2 separate regions of the Mus musculus genome follow, and region 2 is linked to region 1. Evidence: chromatin contacts called from public promoter capture Hi-C data. All regions are on one chromosome and are shown on one strand. Each heading gives the region's core, a stretch centred on a gene start, on an enhancer-like site or on the middle of the called end of the contact. The rest is flanking DNA. Distances are from core to core; before and after follow the strand shown. Region 1 holds the start of Fam162a (family with sequence similarity 162, member A). Region 2 overlaps Ildr1 (immunoglobulin-like domain containing receptor 1).

Region 1 (7,468 bases), core at 2,421-4,920:
CCAGAAGCCTTCAGTTGATAATCCTATCTCCTTAACCTTTCCCTTCCTCTAAATTCTAAAGTCAGTAGTGTACTGCCCCCTGGGAGGAAGAAAGGGGCAGGGAGTCCCTGACCTATAGTGCTTTCAAGTGACCACAGCAGATTTCAAGCTGCCGAGATGACATTACCATTTTTGAAGTTGGGGTAAGTGCACAATGCCAGCAGGACCCAGCTCAGCAGCACTCAGTATGCTCTGTAACCTAGAGCCTAATACATGCTGTATGCTCTCTAGCTGTATTATATGGGTTGGTTTATACACTGCAATAAAAAGCCCTAGGAAGTTGGCAGTGTATGGGGCACACGGTGTACGCTCAAATAGAAACTCACTGGCATTACCTGGAGCAATATGATAAGCAAAGTCAAAATTGTAGTAGTTATAATGGATGTGATCTCATTTAGGGTTCGTTAGCAAGAACAGATAAAAGAACAATGAAGGAGCAAACTGGAGCAGAACTAAAATCAGAGTGGGAGGCAGATATTGGTTATGTCCCAGCTTTGAACCTACGTGACCCTTAGCAAGCAAGTTCCCTTCCTATGCCGTATGTTTCCTCCTGCAGCCAGGGTGGCGGTGCACACTGACATCCCAGTGCTCAGAGGCTGAGGGTTCCAGGACAGCTGGGTAAGTAATGAGGCACTGGCAAGAAGCCAAAAGCAGTACTAAGTTCCTTCATCTGCATACATTAAGGGACTAGATGACTTCTCAAATACTGCTTGGCTTCAGTGCTCTGGGATATGGGTTAGACAGGGGAAGCCCATGGTTTCTGCACTGGTGACAGCCATGAAAAGGTCACTGTAAAAGCTGACAAGTCAATGGAGCACAGGGCAACAGAACTTCTTCAAGGTACGAAGAATACTATGTAAGTCTATTCATTCTTCTGACTCAATCACCCTACTGAAAGCTACAATGTCTTGGAGCCGAGGAGATGGATCAGTGGATAAGTCTGACTCCTCTACCCTTACGTAAGGAGCCAGGTGTGGCTCCTTAGTGCTGTAAGGAACAGCGCGGTGAGGGGTGGAGACCTGAGGATCTCTGGGTTTGCTGGCTGCCAGCCTAGTTCCAGGCTCAGTGAGGGAATAAAGTAGGGTGATGGAGCAGGAAACCCATGTCCTTCTTGGGCCTTCACCCGGGCACAAAATGTGTACACAGACTCCACATACAACACACATCTAAATAAAGATACAATATCTTAAAAGTTGTATCTATTTTATTCAGCTTTCAGGAGAAAAGAGATGTGAAAACTTACCTTATATTTGCTTAATCCAAGATATTTCCTAGAGTCCTTCCATCGAAACAATATGTACTAACAGATACTTGTAAGAGCTGAGAACTTAGTAACTCTATGGCAAAGCTAATCTTGATGCTAATGGAAGTCATGGCAGGGTGGGTGAGAAGCTAGTTAGCCTCGGAGTCTTAACAGTTGTGCTTCTTAAGAGAACCGGCACTGCTGGGATATGGACGTTAAGCCTCGGTCCCTCTTCCTAGTACATGATCATAAACGTCAGAACATGATTTCAGAAGCTCACAAGACCTCTCACCTGTAGCAATTCTGTAACAACTTTGACCTGCATCTATCTACAACTACATTCATGCAACAAGCAACTAAAGCCCATAAACCCTCTAGGCTGTTTGCGAAGGGAGTCCACCCAGGAGTTCCAAAGGAAGCGGTTACGCACAGCTCCACTGCTTAAATTGAGGACCTTATTCTGAATAGTATTCTGAATAAGAAAACAATGCCTAGATTACATTTCTAATTGAGCTGCCACACACTTGGTCAATGTTATTTATCAAATCGCAGTTGGTTCTTGAAAGTCCATTTGTGTATGAAAGTGTATGTCCACCTCACAAACACATCTGCATTTCACCTTAAGGAGCCCCAGCTGCACCGGGGAGGGTATCTGTGAGACCAGCCTGGTCCACATAGTGAGGTCCATGGCAGCCGGAGCTACATAGTGAATGTCCCAAAAGAAAACAAAAAAGCTCCATCTGGCTATAAGATGGTTAACTTACACATGCGCATATTCCAGCAGCAGCATCAACAGCAGCAAGGAACTCGGATAACACAAACTCACTGCCCTCCTTTGGTGCTGACTTTTATCACCAGGTGGTGCTACACAAGTTATTTAGCCCTGTGATTTATGTTTATTTATAAAGACAGGAGGGAATAAGATTCAAGGGGGGCGCTGTAGAAATCAGATAATGTAAATCAGAAAGCGCTTTTATTAATAAAATAGGTAAAAGTAAAAGAAATCACTGGAAGGTGCTCACAACACACCAGACACTCACAGATCACCTGGCAGTCGTTGCCCATAACATCCTTGGTGTGCTATTAAAACATTCCCCATCGGAAGTAAAATTGTTGTTAAATTGTGCAAGGAAGTCTGTCTTGGTTAGAGGCCCAGCAGAGAAGTTCCAAAACATCAGAAATCTTCCAAGACACTTTAGCTTTCCATGACGTGTGCTACAGTCTAGAAAAGTAACTACTGCCAGTGTTTAAGTGACTTTCACATAACTCACAGGTTGCTGATTCTTTTGCTTGCTCTTTTGAAAACTTTGTAATACTTAATAAACATGCACATCGAGATTTTAGATGATTAGATCTTAACTGATACAAATCAAAACCAGTAAAAGAATGAGTGCTTTTTCTCTTTCTCCGTTTTCTTTCTAGAGCAGAGTGGGTGTGAGTTTTTAAGGGTGTAAGCAATGCTGACCCATTGAAAGGTCTTTCAGTCGGTAAAATCTAACCTCTTCACCGGCTACTCTTTACGCAACTATTCTCCATGTACTATTTTTTTTTTTTTGCATTGCTTCAATTACATTTACAATATACATTACTCCAATAACAAAACGTGGAGCTATTCTTTCTCTAAAAATTTAACAACTCTGTAGTAATTTGATGCCATGGAACAAAGGATAGATCATGAAAGTTCATAAAGATGATCAAAAGGTAAGCTACCCTCTAAAGACCCTCAAGATACAAGCTGCAAACTCTCTGATTTCTCAACTTGATAATTCAAGGCTCTCTAGATTTCCCCGAGGCGGGATACGTTCACGTTACCAGACTCCAAAACACTCAACCGCTCCAATGTTTACTGAGAAAACAGGCTATAGACCTTACGTTATTAGCATAACACTTTCCCCTAAGAGAGTCCCGGCACTTACCGCACTATTGTTTAAAAGTATGTACTACCACCCACAACTTAAGGCAACAATTACTCGTATTCTGTGAGATCTTTGAGTCCCTCACCTAAAGAGGGAGGGACAAGTAGGAAGGCACAAGTAGAATAACGGATAGGAGAAAGTCAGGGTGGAAAGCATTACTTCCGTGGATAACTCTTAATAGGAGCTCACAGGAGGATGGGGACCAGGTGGAGGCATCAAGGCACTAACTTAAGATGGGAGCTGCGTGAATGAGCGCCAGATACCAGGGTCTCGGCCAGCCCCCCGCGTCTGCTAAGGCGCTGCGGTCCTCACACGGTTGCAGTAAGCAGGACACCCCCACCGGCGATGCCCCCTCCTGCCGCCCGCAGACCCGCGTCTCACCAGCCGCCAGGCGCAGGCCGCCGAGGCTCCACATGGCCACCCGCTCCGCCGACGCACAGCACCCCACGGCGGCCGCGGCGCTGGCGCTCAATGTCACCAAGGGCCCGCGTGGGGAGGGCGCTGGCGGGGTGGGCGGGGCGTGCCGGCGTGACGCAGCGGGCGTGCGGGACGTGCGCGACGAGCGGAGGATGCGGCCAAACGCCCTGCCTGCCCGGGCATGATGAAGGCGGAGGAGGGAGGGCGATGTCTGCCAACTGCGAAGCGCTGAGTAGTGTTTTAGGACTGTGCAAGCGAGTCACACACGCGGAGGGACTCGGGACCAGGGCCCTATGGCGTCCGGGCTTCGGGAATGCCCGAAGGAAGCCTGCTTTCCACTTAGCTATGTTTTTAAAAACATCTAGTCATTCTCACCGCTTGCCCACCCTCACCTCCCCAAACGCCGTTAGTTTCTCGACGCTTCTTCGAGGGGCTCATCCCTCATTAGCAACCCGATGCTCTAGGCTTAGCGAGAGGAAAGGCAACCGCCCGGGCTCACGGTATTTGCTGTCAGGCAGCACCGCGGACACCTCTGCTCCACGGTGATTGGTCGGCTGCGGGGGTCCTCGTGTTCGTTCAATATGGCGGCGCCCAGTGGCAGTGTGAACTGTGAAGAGTTCGCCGAGTTCCAGGTGATGAGGTTTTCCACACGTGGCAAGCTTGTCCAGCCTTTTGTCCCCACGTCCCAGTCGGTGCTTTGGTCCGGGAAGGGAGGATAGACAAACTGTAGGAAAAGCAAGTTGCTCAGAGCTTTTTATAGGGGAGCCTTTGGAGGTCATGGGGGCTGGGGGTGGCCTTGGAAAGCGGAGGTGCTCAGCGTAGGAGGTGCCGGAGGCTCACCGGGTCATTCTGGAGCGGTCAGGCCGAGCTCTGAAGCTGTGGGTAGGGATAGTTAATAGTTCAGTAGTTCTCCGAACTTCATTCCCAGCTTCTACCAAAACTCCCCTACTTCTAAGTTGAGATTTTGTGGGAGAGAAAAAGTGAAAGAGACCTTGTGTACTTGATAAAGTATTTGGCATAGTGCCTTTTTATGTGTGTGGTGCGATACAATGAATATTTGGAAGCTTGGGGGAGGGTTAAGTCAAATACTTGGTCTGTGCTATCGCCTTCTTGATCCCGAGAGAAGGTGTAACACTTAAGTCAAATATGTGTCTTTTTTGGTACTAAAAATTTCAAAGGTTGAATAGTTAACCAAGAATTCAAGAATAACGATCCGGATGTTGATCAATTCACAATGATGGTTCTGCTATTAAATTAGAGTTGAAGCTAAACAAAAAAACAAAAAAACAAAAAAACATGACCTTTAAAAGTGTATTTTAAGTAGAGATAGTAAAATTTGTTAAACATGTCATTTCCCTATCTGTAGTAACCGTAATACTTTGAGTAGCTTGTAGGTAGTGGTATTCTTGAAGATAACCTCACCAAATTGATTTATTTGGTAAATAATTAGGCCAAAAGTATTTTTTTAACATTTATTTTTATGGGCATCGGTGTTTTGTGGGCATGTATTTCTGTGCACCACATCTGTGCATTAGCTGCAGAGGCCAAAAGAGGGCATTGTATCTCTTAGGACTGAAGTTACAAACTTTTGCAAGTTGCCATATGGGTGCTAGGAATTGAACCTGAGTCCTCTGCAAGAACAGACAGATACTCTTATCCACTGAACCATCATCTCTCCAGCCCCTTGGCCAAAAGACCTAATGAATCTGTGAGTTTAAAAAAAAAAAAAATCAAAAGATTTGTTTACCCAGAACCAGTCTTAGCATATGTTTTAATTTTGTAAATAGGCATTAATTTTTGTTCCCACTCCTTCACAGATAGAACCAGAACATACATGAAGGTACTGTAACAATGTAAAACATTACTATGGCATTTACATTTAGATGAATTTGGTAAAATTATGAAAAACATGGTTGACTGGAATTCTCACAAATTACTAAACAAAATTAATATTCTCAAGAGTTGTTAGATCACTTTGTATGTAGGTATCCTAACCAAGAAAACCAAACAAACCAACCAACCAACCAAACAAACAAACAAAAAAAAGGGTTTTTAAAGTCACTTGAAACAAATGAGTGCTTTTAAATATGCTGCATGCAAATTGAATGAAGTTCCGGACTTGTTTACTATTTGGAGGGTTATATTTTGCATATGATGCAGGGCACAGGTATTTACAAATGCTCCTCCTAGTTTCATGGACATATTCTTAAGGCAGACTTATGTCAACATCAAAATTGATCCTTTTATTTTCAAAAGTTTTCTCATGGGCTTTCCTATGCAATCCCTGTCACTTTCTGTCAAGTTCCAACTATTAGTAATTCTTAATGTTGTTTTCACACAACTATGTATTTTAAGCTTAAAAGGTTTTTAAAGAGTTTTGAACTTTTTGCATTCCCCTTCATTGTAGCATTCCCAGAAAACATCCTATTTCCAAAGCTAAATAGAATTTTTTAAAAAGTTTAAAATTGGATGCTTCAAATCTCATTTTAACATATAATCAACAATTTACTGGGTACATTTTTTATTTTTTGGTTTTTTGAGACAGGCTTTCTCTGTGTAGCCCTGGCTGTCCTGGAATACTCTCACTCTGTAGACCAGGCTGGCCTTGAACTCAGAAATTCTCCTGCCTCTGCCTCCCAAGTGCTGGGACTAAAGGCATATGCCACCACGCCCAGCTATTGGGTACATTTTTAGCCTGTTCATGCAGCCGTAACTAAATACTACAGTCCTAAGTGACTTAAACAGCAGAAATGTGGTTTCTTAAAGTCCTGGAAGCCAGAATTCCAAGATTAGGGTTGTGTTGGGGTTGGCTTCTGGTGAGGTCTTTTCCTGGCATGCAGGCTGTTTTCTCACTGTGTGTTCACACCTTTCCTCTGCAGTTGGAGCAATGTCACTCATATCTCTTCCTCTTCCAATGAGGACCCCAGTTGTGGCAGATTAGGGTTCCTGCCCTGCTGACCTCCATTTGTGTATCTGTTTGTGTATGTATGTATTTGACAAGATCTCACTATGTTGTGGAGGCTGGCCCCGGTAACCCTGGTTCAAGAAGTCCTGCCACTGCCTCTCAAGTAGCTGAAACTGTATTTTGGGTGCCTGGTTGTGACCTCCATTTAACTTTCATTCCCAAAAGCCTTGCCTACAAGGACTTGGGACTTTCCCATGCACTTCAGGGTGAACAGTTTGGTCACTACCAGTATCCTCCAGCTCCCAGGCTCTGGGAGATACTATGGTGGACAGGGTATGAGATGCGGAGCTTTAAGTGAGGATTTAAACATGAAGACGAACGACTCTGGAGCTAGTGTGGGAGAGCTCAAAAAGAAAGAAAATGAGGTCATAATTGAGTTGAGCCTTAGATAATACCAGTTGAATTCTAGGCAGAGTTAATTGCACACAGGCAAAATGTTTCCTGTACAGTCATGCATTGCTTAATAATGGGGATATATTCTGAGAAATGTCTTACAAGTGATTTTATGTTGTGCAAATATGAACAGTAATTAAACCTTATCTAGGTTTAAGCCAATCCCTGTCATGGCCTCATGATGCAATTGGGATGCAGTAAACAGGAGATCTATGAAGCTGCTCTAAGTAGAAGGAAAATATGCTAAAGTAATGATGGAAGGAATAGCATGATAAATACATAAACCAGTAACCGTCATTTATTACCATTGTCAGGTACACTCTGTACATGGTGATATCTGATACACTTCTGACTGTAAGCACAGTGTATTTTTTTATTACCAGCATTACAAAAACTTGAAAATTTTGACTCTTAGGGAAACACAGTCAAGGGCTGGTCAAGAAAAACACGTGCTGGGCATGGTAGCTCACAACTTTAATCTCAGCACTTAGGAGT
Region 2 (7,468 bases), core at 3,372-5,871, 650 kb after region 1:
TGTTTACAGGAAAGGAGAAATAACTTTCATTGCATGTCTGTTCTATGTGTAGCCTTTGTCTCTACTTCCCCACTGACTCCTCACCACAGTCACCAAAGGCCTATGTCATCACCACTTCACGGGCCAGGTCAGAGCAGTCCCAGAGCTCAGTAGTAGCTGTCACTTGCACAGTATTAAGCCTTTGACTTGTATCTGTGTGTCCCAAGTAGGGGCTGCCACAGCCTCTGCAGGCTAGCTGAGGTTACATAAACTCCGTGAAGAAGAGGAAATAGCGGAGGACTCACCCTGAGTCTAAGGATCTTCCTACCTCTCGGGGGCCTTCCTGGAGAAGCCACTGTCATGAGAGCAACCCCGTGTGAGATGAGAGCAATCCTCACTGGAAGATTCCTTAGAATACAGGGCAGTCCCAGCAGACAGAGCTGGGGCAAAGCTTAGCATGGATGATAGATGCATTCCGTCAGTGAGCTGAGAAGCCAAGGTTTGGTTTCTCTTTGGTGGCTGCAGTTTGCTCTTTTAATAGAACTGATGAAAATGAAGGACAGCTGTCCATAAGTTAAGATCCTTGGACCTGATCAGACAAGTTCACTTTTTAACTTTCCTGACAAGTTTGGGGAGAAGATGAATTGCAATGAAATGAATTGCTCAGGAAATGGTTACAAAGGTCTCTGAATAGGAGAAATATTCTGGTGTTGGTTTTGTTTGTGTGTGTGTGTGTTTTGTTTTGTTTTGTTTATTTTGTTTTGTTTTTGGCCAAAATACCCCCAATAATGTTTATAAGCAAAGAACCAGAAGGGAATAGCTGGAAGTTCCACTTAAGAAGTTGGGTGATCAGCTGGGCAGTGGTGGTGCACGCCTTTAATCCCAGCACTTGGGAGGCAGAAGCAGGCAGATTTCTGAGTTCGAGACCAGCCTGGTCTACAAAGTGAGTTCCAGGATAGCCAGGGCTATACAGAGAAACCCTGTCTCGAAAACCCAAAAAAAAAAAAAAAAAAAAAAAAAAAGAAGAAGAAGTTGGGTGATCACAGATGAGTGTCTTTACCCTTGGAGGCAGCATTAGTTCTCTACCAAGAAAGAGCTAGCCTTAAAAAGGAAAGAGACCAGAGTATGTAGGCAGCCTGACCTGAAGAGAGAGGTCACTACATCTAGGGGACAGTCAGTGTATGAGGGAGCCCACAGCCTGTCATGGTTTCTGCAAATCAAAGCACAGAGCTGGAGACATAGTTCAGTGGCTTTCCTGAGAACCCTGGGCTCAACCACAGTATCATAAACAAACAAATAATATGCTAGATGCAGAAGGAAGCCTTTGGAAGGATGTCACAGATCTTGAACACCACAGCCCATGTCCCCAGTCAGTTCTCACCTTCCTGAGCTGTAAGAGGAGGTTAGAGAGAACAATTAATTGGTGCTAGCTTTTAGTAGATCCAGATAATCCACCAAGTATTGGTAAACAACCCTCTTAGGACTTAAAGATGAAAGTTTTTGGAACTGAGCCTATGTTTTTTGTTTTTTTTCCTACAAGAATTAGAGAAATTTCTCTTGTCTCTGAGTTACCGGCCACTCCTCCCCCAGAGAATCTCTGTATAGCAGGAGAGAGTGAGGACTGGAGAGATTCTTCCAGTTACACAGACCTTGGTGATCTAGAACCATAGCTACTGGCTTCCTGTGCAGGCTGGTTCCTGTCCTTATCAAAGCAGAAGTAATCTACCACAAGTTCAAGGGGACCCAAGCAATGGGGAGACTAGGAAGAGGAAAGGCACGTTCAGTGGAGTGATCCCCCAGAGAAAGCCCAGCCTTAAAGTCCCATTGCTTTGCCAGGGCCAGAATGTCTGCCGCTGCTGGTGGTTTCCTGAAGCTAAAATGGCAAGAGTTCAAAGGGGGTTGGCATTCCCAAAGGCTGCTGAGGCGAAGGACAGAGAGGCCATGAGGTAAAAGGAGAGTAAAGAATAGGCCGGCTTCTGTGACAGCAGAGAGGTGGAGGTATGGAGTGGTAACCAGTCATGGGCAAGGGAAGTTGGAAAGTGTCCAGGGACCCTGGGAAAGAAGTATAGGTTTCAGAAGCAGATAAAATGTTATCATTTCTGTCCCTGGTAGAAGCCTTAAACATTATACTCCGTCTTTTCCCTCAGAGACAAAGACTCTACATCTGTGTTTCTCCTGGAGCTAAGGCGAAAGAAACAATTTATTATGATAAAAATGAGGGTCTCTACTGACTCACCTGTTGGGCATTCCATGGTGTTTGCCTCATTTAACGGCAGCAACTCTGCAAAAGATCTGTCTAGCCCGGAGTCTCTGAAAACTCCAAGTCACGCAGCTTGAGTAGCCTGGATGGTTGAAGTCCCATCTGGTCCTCAAAACCTTGGTTTAAGCAAGTCTGACCTTGGCGGCTTCATTTCTCAGAATTGTCTTGAATCTTTAAGCAGCTGGCTCTAAGCTGACAGAAGAGGCATCTGCACTCACTGTGGGATGTTGAGTTGGAATACAACTTCTGTGCTCTCAGCTTCTTCTATTCCTCACATTAAAAGACATCTCAAGGCCAGGCGTGGTGGCCCCTGCCTGTAATCTTAGTTCTCAGTGGGTGATGCAGGAAGACCCTTAAGTTTGATGCCAGCCTAGGCTATGGAGTAAGATTCTGTTTGAAAACACAGAGAAGAGCTGGGTGAGAAGGATTAGCGTGCTATGCTGATGGTGGCCAGTAGAAGGGGCTAATAGGCCCCTGCTCCTGTCTCCTTTGAGACTGGAGTGCTGTGGGTTGGTATTAAGATGTGGCAGCTCTAGGAACTACTTTGAGTGCATTTGATTTCTTCCTGGCAGGGCTGTGACTCATTAACGGGGCTGGAGCTCCGGACACTTCTGGGGGCTCTGTGGCAACCACTTCCTATTGTGTTCGAAGATAGCTCCTCAGTGGCCTCAGCAGACACTATGTAGCTGGGTACAGAACACGCGCCTTCTGCCCTATTCTTCTGGGCAGAGCCGTGCCGTTTTACAGCACACCCTGATGTCTGTGAGACTACCGGGGTGGAAGCCTGTCACAGTGTGTTTAGCAGTGTGCATCTGCTCCACTCGTGGCTAGGCAGAGTCTTTGGGAGTCAAATGGTACTTAGCCACAATCACCTGAGTTTCAAAATGGAAACTCAGGACCAAGAGCAAAATTTTAATTGCATTCTCTGCAGATTGTGTGCTTCAGCACAGCTGCACCTAGGGGACTGAAATGACATTGCAGAGACCCTTTGTGCTGCTTTTTTGGCCCGTCCCCCCAGGAAGGGAGTATTGCCCTGTTATTTGCCTGGCCCACCCCTAACTGGGGGGAACCCCAGCAGCTAGTTAAGGAGAAGAATAGAAAGGATCCGCTTTAACTCACTTCAGCTTTGTGTGTCTCTGGCCCTCGTCCCATGAGGTTTTTTTGTTTGTTTGGTTGGTTGGTTGGTTTGTTTTTTTGTTTTTTTGTTTTGTTTTGTTTTGTTTTGTTTTTCCCCCACCCGGGGCTGGTATTCCAGTTAGAAACATGCTTAAGGGATACACCACAGTTGTGTTCATCCCCTCAGAACAGATGGCCCTGAGTTTGCCCTGCAGGCTCAAGAGCTGCCAGGCTGGTTCATAGCCTCCTCTAAGCCTTACTATGTGGGGTATTTCTGTGTGACCTGAAGTTTGATTGACAGCCTATGCCCTTTGGGTGATGTGGAGAGCTAGTAACATGAGGACATGTTTTGAGGCTAGAATGTTGTTGTTGTTTTAAAGTTTTAAAGTAAACTTTCCTGGGGTGTGAGAGATGGGGTCTATAACAAGGAAACACAGCTCCTTGCTAAAGATACAGCCCCTAAACTCTTGTTTCCCTGCAAGATAGGTAAGAACGGGCTCCAAGGCGAGAAGCTGGAAGCACAGACCAAGTAGGAGGTGTGGGACTCCGGCTGGCTAAGGGTCTGCGTTTCTCCTTCTTCCCTTGCAGCCCTGGCCCGCCACCGCTACATGAAGCAGGTTCAGGCCCTAGGTCCTCAGATGATGGAAAAACCCCTGTACTGGGGGGCGGACAGGAGCTCCCAAGTTTCATCTTATGCAATGAACCCGCTGCTGCAGCGAGGTAAACTTTGCCAGAAAGTCATGGGACGGGGAGGGCAGAGGGTGAGGGCAGAGGTGCCGTCTGCCAAGAAGCATGCGCACTAACCGGGTGTCTTTCGATGGAGGGTGGGAGGGAGTGCAATCCTGCTTACTAACGTGACATTTTGATGCCCTGGTTCCTAGGAGGGTATTTGGGACCAGCAGTTCAGTGTGCTCCATCCTTGTTTCCATTCAGATCTGTCCTTACAGTCCAGCCTTCCACAGATGCCAATGACCCAGATGGCTGCTCACCCTCCGGTGGCTAATGGTGTCCTGGAATATTTGGAGAAAGAATTGCGGAACCTCAACCCAGCCCAACCTCTGCCTGCGGATCTCAGAGCCAAATCTGGCCACCCTTGCAGCATGCTCTCCTCCCTGGGCTCCGCAGAGGTTGTGGAACGCAGAGTCATCCACCTGCCCCCACTAATCAGAGACCCACCGTCCTCCAGGACCAGCAACCCCTCACACCAGCAGCGGCTCAATGCTGTTTCTTCCAGACACTGCGATCTGAGTGAGCGCCCGAGGCAGCGCCATCACTCCGATTTCCTCCGAGAGCTCCAGGACCAGGGGATGAGACCCTGGGCCCCGGGGAGAGGGGAGCTGGACCCCCATTGGAGTGGGAGACACCACCGCTCTAGGCCCAGCGAGTCATCCATGCCTTGGTCAGACTGGGACAGCCTGAGCGAATGTCCCTCATCCAGTGAGGCTCCTTGGCCCCCCAGACGACCAGAGCCCAGGGAAGGCGCCCAGAGACGTGAGAGACGCAGGCATCGCAGCTACTCGCCTCCTCTACCCTCGGGCCCCAGCTCTTGGAGCTCTGAAGAGGAGAAAGAGTCGCTGCCCAGGAACTGGGGTGCCCAGCGACGTCACCATCACCGCCGCCGCCGCTCACAGTCTCCAAACTGGCCTGAGGAGAAGCCGCCCAGCTACCGCTCACTGGATGTGACTCCAGGCAAGAACAACAGGAAAAAAGGGAATGTGGAGAGGCGCTTGGTGAGCCTGGGGCATCCTGTGGAGGGTCGGGCAGGATCAGAGAGGCTCCTCAGCTGACACAGGCCCAGCAGGGTTTTCCTAGTCCTGCATAACTGTCCCGGCAGGCTGAGGTACTACTTTTTCTTAGAATGAAAGGGCCTAGTCAGTGCAGGGTACAGAAGAGGCCCAGAGCTTGCACTGGATCTTCTCTGCCCCAGCGTGTGTGACTTTAGCCATGTTCTCTGCCCTTGGAGGCAGGTCAGGAGGGCTCTGCTGGTAAGGACAGTAAAGAACTAAGGCTCAGAATGACTAAGCACCCCACCCCCAACCCCGTGGTGGGGAGCTGGTCCTCCGGTCTCAGCTGCAGGACTGGATGTTGACTTGGCAACCTTTTTTCTCACAGGCCCAGTTAGAAACAGGCAAGAGGAGTTGTGAATGTTTAAGTGAGCAGCAACTGTGCTGTGTGAGAGGATGAGGGCTTCCTGGTGTGCCGGGGAAGGCTCATCAGACTAATGAAAACAGACCTGGGCATCCCACTTAATGAGTAAAACTTTAGAGTGCTGTGAACCTTGAAGATGCCAGTCATTATTTAGCACTCTAAAGGGGAAACACTGGAGGATACATGTCTACAGTACCCCTGCCCCTCTCTCCCCCCCTTTCTCATGTAGTGACTAAGTATGCCTCTTCTTTTTAGCAGAAAAAAATATATGATTTTCAAGTTTTTGGCTCAACATCTGAGCCCCACTTTCCTCTAAGTTACTTTTTTTCCCTTTTCTTTATTTCCCTCCAGTTAAAGTATGCAGCCCTTCTAAGCCTTAGAATCTAAGGGAAGGGTACAAGACACGCTCTAGACACTGAGCCAGTCCTGATTCATTTGGTCCTCACAAGGCTCAGAAAGGTTGAAGAACAAGGGCAAAGCACAGAGCAATAGAAAAAGAAGCCCGTGTTTGAACACAGTCCTCTGGTTCTCAAGCCTTTTTGGTAACCCACAGTTTCCTTAGACAGAAGTTGAGATCCATAACACTTTCTAGTGACTACGGCTTCCTAAATTTTCCCGAGCATCAGTACTTTTTTTTTAAAATCATCAAGATGTGCACAAGAAGTCATTCTACTACCATTTTCATTTATAAAGTTGTCTTTGAAAGATTTTGTCTAAAATAATTTTAAAATCCCCCATTGACTGGGGTCTGAGTCTGGTTTCTAGATATATCACTGAATTGCATTAAACCTTCTTTTTATAGTCTGATACTGCCCATAGGCCCAGGACCAAAGCTGAGTTTGCAGATTAGTTCATTTGAAGGGTGTAGCTTGTTGCCTTTATAGCTTTACTGTTATGAAGAGGCTCGGTGATGGCGCCAAGTGCTTCCTGCACAGGTTTCTGAAAGCACTGGAGCTTGACATTTTCAACACTGTGCAGTTAGGCCACTAGATGGTGACTTTTGTCTACGTGTCACTTGTGGTTTCTCTGGTCCTCTCATTAAAAGAACAAAAAGATTCATTAAAATACTTCATCAAATACTCAGAGAAATAGGAGACAAACTAAATGTTTTTAGGCTCACATGGAGCCTTTCAAGGGTAGTGCTTAACAAATACACACAAACTAGTGCTTCTGTGCACACAACTGCCTGCTAATCCAAAATAGGGAAGATGTTCTCTCTGCTCAGAGCCCAGAGAAATACAGACCTTCTGCTGTCTGTGGGAGTACCTGCTCAGCTGACTTAGGGTGAGTGCTCACTCATTAGAAGCCTTGCATGCAGTCAAATTGAAGCAGGAACTTCAAGCTTTCTACTCCAGTGGCTTCAGGCTGAATGATCCTTGTGTTTCTAACCTCCTTTAGACTATCTCTCTTTCCAATCTTGACCTAATAGAATGAGTTCCAAGACACTCTGGCATCTTCAAAACTTGGCCCATATAAATCGATTCTAGAGAGGAGAAAGCCATGGTGTTTGTTTCTGGGCTAACCTGTAGTGAACACCAGGTAATATATATATATATATATAGTATATCCTTAAGTTCTTTATTAATAAAAAATGTCGTATTGGGACCTGCAGTCTTCTACTTTGAGTATCCCTTGATCATGCCAGGTCTCCCTGAACAGAGTCCCTTTGTCTCTTCTCATTGTTGTCTTCTGTTGCAGAGAGCATTTACCCCAGAGTATTCCAATTAGAAACCTTGGCCCTTAACGAGTCCTTTCCTGATCATAAGAAACACATTTTTTGAAGCAGTATGATGCACATGCCTACACAATGTCTTTGGGACTGTTCATTACAGGAAAGGGTGTTCTCATTTCTGAACTCCAGCTGTAGAATTTCAGAAATGTAGCCAAATGACCCCCCCTCCCCAACATGCATGGAGAGGTTTGAGAAACATATCCAATGAGAAAACAACAACAACAGAACTCAAA

The links. Promoter capture Hi-C pulls out the DNA fragments that hold promoters and counts their contacts.
Region 2: a contact with region 1 is called in a promoter capture Hi-C map of embryonic stem cells, with 4 times the contacts expected there. The contact joins the enhancer-like site here to the promoter of Fam162a in region 1. A contact is called at or near these places in 8 of 39 promoter capture datasets (3T3-L1-derived adipocytes, the C10 cell line, the HPC-7 cell line and 3 more), 1 of 15 datasets of contacts at CTCF or cohesin (large pre-B cells), 8 of 484 Hi-C or Micro-C datasets (B cells, embryonic stem cells and granulocyte-monocyte progenitors), 22 of 115 datasets of contacts at active chromatin or transcription factors (the 230-238 cell line, acute myeloid leukemia, bone marrow-derived dendritic cells and 11 more) and 1 of 9 other capture datasets (macrophages).

What each region holds. Positions count from the first base shown.
Region 1 is chr16:36,067,891-36,075,358 of GRCm38.p6, forward strand. Fam162a (family with sequence similarity 162, member A) reads right to left here and starts at 3,671. Exons shown (of 5, transcript NM_027342.2): 1 at 3,580-3,671. The coding sequence starts at 3,613. It overlaps Ccdc58 (coiled-coil domain containing 58), which reads left to right and starts at 3,770. Exons shown (of 5, transcript NM_198645.2): 1 at 3,770-4,247. The coding sequence starts at 4,197.
Region 2 is chr16:36,717,595-36,725,062 of GRCm38.p6, forward strand. It overlaps Ildr1 (immunoglobulin-like domain containing receptor 1), which reads left to right. Exons shown (of 8, transcript NM_001285788.1): 6 at 3,944-4,075; 7 at 4,289-5,085. Among named protein-coding and RNA genes, the nearest start is that of Ildr1, 27 kb to the left of the region's middle. Within about 2 kb of position 4,622, at least 20 of the 459 cell types and tissues checked have an H3K27ac peak or open chromatin away from gene starts, as enhancers often do. A contact at or near this core is called in differentiating embryonic stem cells and embryonic stem cells, where this site is marked.